2 separate regions of the Rattus norvegicus genome follow, and region 2 is linked to region 1. Evidence: chromatin contacts called from public Hi-C data. All regions are on one chromosome and are shown on one strand. Each heading gives the region's core, a stretch centred on a gene start, on an enhancer-like site or on the middle of the called end of the contact. The rest is flanking DNA. Distances are from core to core; before and after follow the strand shown.

Region 1 (4,092 bases), core at 1,544-4,043:
TTGCCTATCTTAGCAGCTTACTTGCTACAAACTCATTGTAAGGCCCAACATATGCAAAAGAAAGGTCATCCTTTCTTCTTGCTTAAAGGTGATTTTGCTATTTTCTGATCTCTTGAAAGATGATAGAAGTTAGTTTGTCAGCTTCTCACCAAAAGCCCCATTGGGATTTTGGCCCCAAAACTCCAGAGAAAGATCTACAGAGAAATGCTTTGTAATTAGAGGTTTATGACCAGTGGGGAGTAGCTTTGTGTTGTATGGACTACAGTTTCAAGTCTGTCCACACGATGGCACTACCATAAAGAAAATCATTTTTTCCCAGTTGGCAAGGACTCAGCATTGGTGTTTTATTAAATGCCTGTGTATTTTTGGTAGAACTGAATTTCACATGGTATGTTCAACAGTCTAATACTATAGCATCCCCAGAAAAATATGTAATAGTGTATGACACAAAATTGAAATTAAAAAAAGTCTTAATTGTTCTTTCAGTCCTTGAATTGTAAGACACACACACATACACACACAAACACACACATTAGAGCAAAACTCTCTCTGGGAAAGTAAGGTGGTCTTCTTCAACCAGGAGGCCTATCCAACGGTTTCGTCCAGGCTGGGGAACAAAGGTCATAGCCAAGTTTATGAATAAAGCAGGGGAGTTGTGTAATTCTGCTTCTCCACTTCCAGCCCCGCCTCCCTATTATTCAAACCTGGGATAATCTTGGGTTAAAGTCTCCTATCCTTTGTGAACAACATGCCCGGGCTTGCAGTGAGCTAAAGCACTAAGACAGAGAGTATCTTGCCTTGTCCACTCTGCAATGTTAAGGAAGCGTGCTTGGATAGTTTTTGGAGTACCTGAGGTGAATGTCGTTTTAACTGTTAAGACTAGATTTACCTATGTTTGATAGTGGTCTGGAGGAAACCCCATTTACCCTTACTTGGAAGTCTATGTGTCATTCTTTCCCAGTTGGCAAGGACTCAGCCTTGGTATTTTATTAAAGGCCTGTGTATTTTTGGAAGACAGGAAGCCTGTGCAAAGTAACTGCTTACAAACTGTCAACTGAGACAACAGGTGGGCATGTAGTTGGCTTAACAAAACCTCATGGCTCTAGGAAAAATGTATTGATAATAGCTATTTAAATTGTCTAGGACCAAGTTTCTTAACCTGTAAGATGGGAAATTGTAGACTAGACTATGTCACTTCAAAATATGCCCGCGGGAAACTAGAATAGGTCACCCTCAATATATTGCTGAGTCAGGATGTTTGAAGTGAATTCAAAGGTGGGTAAACACGGAAGACCTGAAAATGGCGCACTGCTCTTTTGTAAGGAAAAAAAAATCACATTTATTAAAAGAAGTCTCGAGTCCTGAGAAAGTCCCCCGAACTAGACAAAAACAATGATTCTAAGTAACAATCTTCTCGGTGAAAAACAGTAACAAAGGTCTAGGTTATTTACTCCCTGGTTATTTTCTTCCTTTCCTGTCTTTCCCCACACTCGTGTTTTGCCTCCGATGGCATTCAAAGCTCAATTCCAAGCCACGTCGGAGGGTACTCGTTTCGCTGTGAAGGAATAAGCTTATGTTTCTGCACTTACTCTGCCCTGTTTGAGGAACCACAGCGATAATTTAGAAGGGTAGAAGGAAAATATTTTTCCCTCCTCTAATATGGCCGTATTTCTGATTCGGGATTGTATTAAGATGATAGAGACATTTCGAAATAGCTACCAGAGTTTAATTCCCCAGTGAACAGTACTCCAGAAGCGCTGGCACCACTGCCGTTGGAAGAAAGAAGGATAAGTCTCTGAGTTATTAGAAATGAACAGTAAAATCGAGCTTGTTGACAGCCACACTTTAGCTCAGCTGCCTTCATTTTCTGCTTTACCCCACAGTGGGACCTTGGATTGACTCTGTACCAGGGCGGTGACATCGCTTAGTGACATGAGATCCACGCAATCTGAATCACCTAGTTGGAACAAGAAGTCATAGATGACTTCAACTGTAAAATCATAATTAGCAACAGAACACGTTTAGCGTTACTGTTGAAGCTCAAGTTGCTGCTAACGAACCTCGGCCCACTCAGACCGTTAATCGTTTTTCTGAAAAATTCCACAGGATGGCGATCTTGCTTAGACTTGTTGCGTACCAAACCTTCGCCGGGCGTCAAGTCCTCGCTCCTCTCCAAGGTTAAGAGCCTGGCCTCTGACAGGGGTCACTTATCAGGCGAAAGGAAGAGGCTGCAGGGAGCTCAGATACTTCCCACGCCACAGCAGGTCACCCGGATCTCCGACCAGGATTGCACCTCGTTCCTCAGCTGCTCTGAGTCTGCCTGGTGCCGGGTTCCGCGGGGCCAGCCACTGAGCCTCCCCGTCCACGGGGTCCTAGACTGGAGTCTAGGTGGAGGTGGCCGAGGTCCCCAAGCGCTTCGTGTCTCCCTGTGCAGCCACGAGTGGCTCGCTGGATGACACCCGTGTCGGGTTGCACGGCTGTCAGGAGGGCAGTGCCAACCTTGCCTCTCGCCTGGCTGCTACCCCGCATCCCCACCGGGCCAGAACCGAGACAGGGCGTTCGCCCTTGAGTTTCTGTTTTCTACGCCCAAAGTAAGGGCACTCGACGAAACGCGGGAGCTTTGCGTACCGCCGCCTCCAAGCCAGGCCAAAGCCCGCGATAGCCACGCAGCTACCCCGCATCTATCCACAGTGCGCACTCCAGGGCGGGTGGGTGGAGCCCTCTTCGTGACGTCACGAGGCCCCGCCCCACCCAGCAGGCGCGTATTTAAAGCTTCGCTGCTGGCTCTCGCTCGCAGAAGAGGAGCCGGACGTCGGACTAGAGAGTAGGGAGAGCGATTGGGGCTCGAGGGACAGGGCTAGACCGGACGCGTGTCCGCGCCTCGGAGGTGGCAGTAGGTAGTGTCGGGTAGCGAGGCAACGATGGAGCTCCTGCGGACTATCACCTACCAGCCGGCCGCCGGCACCAAGATGTGCGAGCAGGCGCTGGGCAAAGCTTGCGGCGGGGACTCAAAGAAGAAGCGACCGCAGCAGCCTTCTGAAGACGGGCAGTCCCAAGCCCAGGTGACCCCGGCGGCCCCACACCACCATCATCACCATTCTCACTCCGGACCCGAGATCTCGCGGATTATAGTCGACCCCACGACGGGGAAGCGCTACTGCCGGGGCAAAGTGCTGGGCAAGGTGAGGAGCCGCGGGCGCCAGGCTGCGGGGCGGGAGGGCGGGCTGCCCGGGCAAGCTGAGCGAGCCGGGACTCAGCGCCCGCTTTTCTCGCTCCTTCAGCTGTCTAGTTCCCTGAGCGACATAGGTCCCACTCCTGCCCTCCTGGGCTTCTGAGCGCTGGGGATCCGGTGTGCATCCTCAGTCTGTTTTCCTCCCAGTCTACGAAGGAGGACTCAGGACGTTCTACCTTGACCCGGGCTCTCACTACCTGATCCCGGGGGAGCTAGCCTGTCAAATTTCTTCAGAGGGCATTTTTCCACCCTTTCTCCCTTCCATTCCCTTCTCCTTAGAGTTCGTTGTAAAGGGGAAACGAGAAAACTGGACTGGTTTCCAGGAATGCCTTTCCCTTCCTGAAAAACCATTTTACAAAGCAGATTGTTTCGCTCTGCCCACCCTCTCTGTTCCTCAATTTTTTGCTCCCGCCCCCCATTTTTTTTCTTGATAATCACTTATTTTAAACGTTGGTCCTTCGGGTTTTTTTTTTCTTTTTTCTTTTTTTTTTTCTTTTTTCTTTTTGTCATGCTCAATTCCATCTCGCCTTTGTTTCCTCCCAGGGTGGATTTGCAAAGTGTTACGAAATGACAGATCTGACAAACAACAAAGTCTACGCTGCAAAAATTATCCCTCACAGCAGAGTAGCTAAACCTCATCAAAGGGAAAAGGTGCGTATGACTGTTGAGTAAAGTATTTTCTTTGTGTGCAGGGATGGCCCTACCCTGTTAGAAAAATGTCTTCTGAATGTGTAAGCACTGTCTCTCCAGACAAGACGAGAGGCTAATAAGCCTTATCTTGCTTTTTTTTTCCTTAGATCGACAAAGAAATTGAGCTTCACAGAATCCTGCACCATAAGCATGTAGTGCAGTTTTACCAC
Region 2 (3,819 bases), core at 277-2,776, 600 kb after region 1:
GAAAAAAATGGCAGAGCCTCAAGGAAGCTCCCCATTCACACGAATGTACAAAGTCAAGGGACAACCTTGATGAGTCAAAGCATCACACAGCTTCCTGTTATTCTTTCTTGGATTGCATCTGTGTTAAAAAGATGCTCCCCCAAAGTGAAAAGGGGCATCTTTTCTTGAATTCCCAGCTCTTGTCAGGAATAACAATTTTTTTATATTTTTTTAAAGAACTAAATTAAATAGAGAAAATTCAAAACTGAAATCTTCCTTCTATTCTTTCTTATTGCACAGTACAACCCTCTAAGGACTTCAAGGGAGACCACCATAAACTCTGTAGAACAAAGTGTAGTATTTCATTGTGAATTAGCCTTTTAAAAAGCAGAGCTCATTGTTTTAGGATTGACTGTTCCACACATCCTAAGCATGATAAGAAACTATGAAGTCAGCACTGTAGCTATTGAGAGAGAGAGCAGACAAGCTCCATCCAGAAACAAATAGATTTCCTACGGAGCTGTGATCTTGCTTATCTAGAGGAAGGTTTTGTTTGCCTGTCAATCAAGCAAAGGAGATCTTCTGGGCGCTGGCCACACCTTGGGCTGGGGAAGCCCGGAAAGGAATGTGGGAAGGAAGAGGGGAGAGGCCATTTCCTGATGGGTCAGCTGCTGGCAAGTGTCTGGACCCTGGGAAAACTGTGGTGTAAGCGTTCCTCTCCTTGGAGAGCAAGCAGAACAGCAGGAACAATAGTGTGAAATGCCGCTGGTACCTCCCAGGTCACGCCTAGAGCAGCGCGGTCCACTGGCAGCAGGTTATGCCACAACACGTCCTGGACTCCAGGCAGCCTGTTGTTTAAATCTCCCTGGGCAATCCCTCTGCCAACATGAAACACATTCTCAAGGTAATTTCTCTTCAAGGGAGACAAAGAGCAGTCAGCACTAGGTTAACAGAAAAGCCATAGCACAGGGGGAAAAGTCTTCTAAGCGTTTCAGAGTGTCATTCCCATAGCTCCTGATCAACAGTCATGTGTTTTATATCCAAAGTGATCTTTTTATGTTCGGATTAGTCTGCAGAGCATCCTCCTAAGTTAGGCTACTCAGGATCTGCAGAAAGAGTTAAAAGACCCCATTCCAAGTTCCAGGCACAGCCTTCCCATGTTCTTTAAAGGCCATGCCAAGGAAACTTACTTCTGCTGTTAATGTTCCCGCGAAAAGGTGCTCAATCATTGGAAGAATTTTTTAGCTGGGTGTGGTAGTACATGCATATAATTCCAACATTTGGAAGGTGGTGGCAGGGTCATCAGGAATTCAAGGTTATCCTGGACAACATGGGGAGTTCATGTCCAACCTAGAACATAAAATACAAAATCTGAAAAAAGCAAACAAAACTATAAAAATGAAAACAGGGACCAGCTGGATTGAGGCAGAGGAAACCCAAGATAAACCAAGAAAAAAAATCAATTTAAAAATACCTTATTCAATATTCAAGACAAGATTTCTTACTGCTTCTAGTCTATGAGACTAGCTTGGAGTAGTCTATTTCCCTCCATTCCTCTTTCACACAAGTGCAATCAGGATATTTGTCTCCTCCTGAGCACTTTGGAAGCCTCCATGTTCTTTAAATCTGGTACATTAGTGACCTCTAGAGGACAGAATTCCAATCAATGCTAGGATCAAACAATTGTTCAGTGGAGAATGGGAATTATCAAATTCATAGCTGTGAAGTACTCTTGGCTCACACAGGCACAACAGCTTTCAAAAAAAAAATCATCATTCTCCAGGTGATTCCCAAGCATCTAACACACAAAAGGTCAATTTTCTTTTAAACAGTAGGAGTTCGTTGATGGTGAAAATGTAATACCATATGGATTTATTTCTCTGGTTTTCCTACAGGTGCTTAAATTGGCCAAAACAGTGGCGATGAGCTTAAACAAATGTCTTTGGGGCTTCTCGCTAATCCTCATCCCTCAGTTCTGAACACGAGCATCCAAGAGTTCCAGGAAGAGCATCCAAAGAAGCCCTTCTTCAATCCCTTTAAGCCGATGGGGCTTTGCACTTCCCAGACAGGAGTGAAACAGCCAGACACGCTTAGCCACATTCTCCTCTACTAAGAGAACTTTCTGACAGAGCCAAAAGGGCCAAATGATATTCTCCTGGCCACAGAGTTGGGATGAGGCATATTGCGTAATGGGACTGGAACTACTTATAATGTTCTCAAGCCTGTGACATCAGGCTTGAGTCTTCTATTCAAAGACAGAGCCAGAGGTTTGAGTTATTTCACCCTTAGTAACATAGACATAGTGCTATACATCATCAGGAACAGAAGTCAGCCTAGCACTGTACCCTGTATAGTGGTTTGAAAAGGGCCTCATAGGCTCACAGTGAGTGGTAATAATGGGAGGAGTGGTCTTGTTGGAGAAGATGTGGCTTTGAAGTTTTAAGTGCTCAAACCAGACCCAGTGTCACTCTCCCTGATGCTTTCAGATTCTGATGTAATACCCTCAGTTACTTCTCCAGCACCATGCCTACCTAGATGCTGCCATGCTTCCTGCCATGATGCAAATGGACTGAACCTTTGAACTGTAAGGCAACCCTCCAATTAAATGTTTTCCTTTATAAAAGTTGTTGTGGTCATAGAGTCTCTTCACAGCAATGGACACTCAGCAATATGTGTCTATTTCAGTCTAGGTCATGGCACCATTGGATTATGGTGATCTTTCTGGTTACAGTCATCTATATTCTGGAACTTTGGAAAGTGTTGGTGGTGCTGACTGTCATTTTATAACAACTTTCTAGGCATTGTTCTCTTCATTTTATGAATAAAAAACAACTAAGGAATATCACAAGACAAGGCCAGAGAACGTAAACCTGGAAGATCTCTTCTGCTCTAAAGTGTGTTATTTCTACTTCATCAAGATGTTTGTAACAAAGAAAAGACCTCTGAATCGATGCATAAGTTACTTCATCTATTTGCTTTTAAAATCAGATGGGAAATAACATGCCTCAGGCTGCATACTTCACTGGAAGAGATAGGTCTAGTAGGGATTCTTAATTTCAAACCAGTCACTGTACAGAGTCTATAATAGCTCCCTTCTCACCCGGGCACCAGCTGCAGAGGTCCACTGTGAGATCGCCATATACATCAGAAAGATGTTGTCTTTGACAGTTCCTTCCTCACTTTTTCCAGTTAATCTTTGTCAATGCTGCATCTTTCTAGGGTATACAGATGGTTACCAACTCCACCCCTCTCAAAACCCTGCCTCACATTTGTGTCTGCCTTAGTGGCCCTTTATCTATATCCATGTTGGAACGAAACATTGATTTCCCAGGGCTCAAGACAAAGTCTGTCAACAATGAGGAGAGCAGCTGGCCTTAAGACTCAAAAAAAAATGTGAAGGATTATGGGAAAGATTTGAAAACCAGATAGTCTGTCTAGAGTCGGAAATTTTCTTCTTTTCTAAAAACCTACTCAAATGACCGTTGGGGGAAGCCCAGCTGATTTCTCATCAAGTTGGTTTCTGTTTCTAATGTTATGTTTTAAGTTCTCATCTGAGTATGATTTACTAGAAGGTGATTTTAAAATGACATATGGGTTAAATTGTACTTCTCCATTGTAATGAAAGGATGGAAAGGAAAGAACACAAAACTACAACACACTTACCATGTGGGCGTGGTTATTTAAATCCATAATTGTCTTTTTATCCACTTTCTACTGCCCAATCATGCTCAAGTTCAGCAAGTCCCATCTTTTCAGCCAGGTGCCAGCTTCCAGGAAAGTGTGATCAGCTCCAGTAGAAATTCAGAATCAAATCTAGGGACAAGTCCAATTGCACAGCCC

Evidence for each region. Hi-C and Micro-C count contacts between places; a contact is called where the count stands out from the background.
Region 2: a contact with region 1 is called in a Hi-C map of prefrontal cortex, with 9 times the contacts expected there. The contact joins the enhancer-like site here to the promoter of Plk2 in region 1. A contact is called at or near these places in 12 of 12 Hi-C or Micro-C datasets (the A7r5 cell line, the Rat2 cell line, Schwann cells and 7 more) and 1 of 1 datasets of contacts at active chromatin or transcription factors (oligodendrocytes).

What each region holds. Positions count from the first base shown.
Region 1 is chr2:43,699,743-43,703,834 of GRCr8, forward strand. Plk2 (polo-like kinase 2) reads left to right here and starts at 2,794. Exons shown (of 14, transcript NM_031821.2): 1 at 2,794-3,182; 2 at 3,776-3,883; 3 at 4,030-4,092. The coding sequence starts at 2,922.
Region 2 is chr2:44,299,200-44,303,018 of GRCr8, forward strand. No RefSeq gene overlaps it. Among named protein-coding and RNA genes, the nearest start is that of Pgk1l1, 190 kb to the right of the region's middle. Within about 2 kb of position 1,527, at least 13 of the 93 cell types and tissues checked have an H3K27ac peak or open chromatin away from gene starts, as enhancers often do. A contact at or near this core is called in prefrontal cortex, where this site is marked.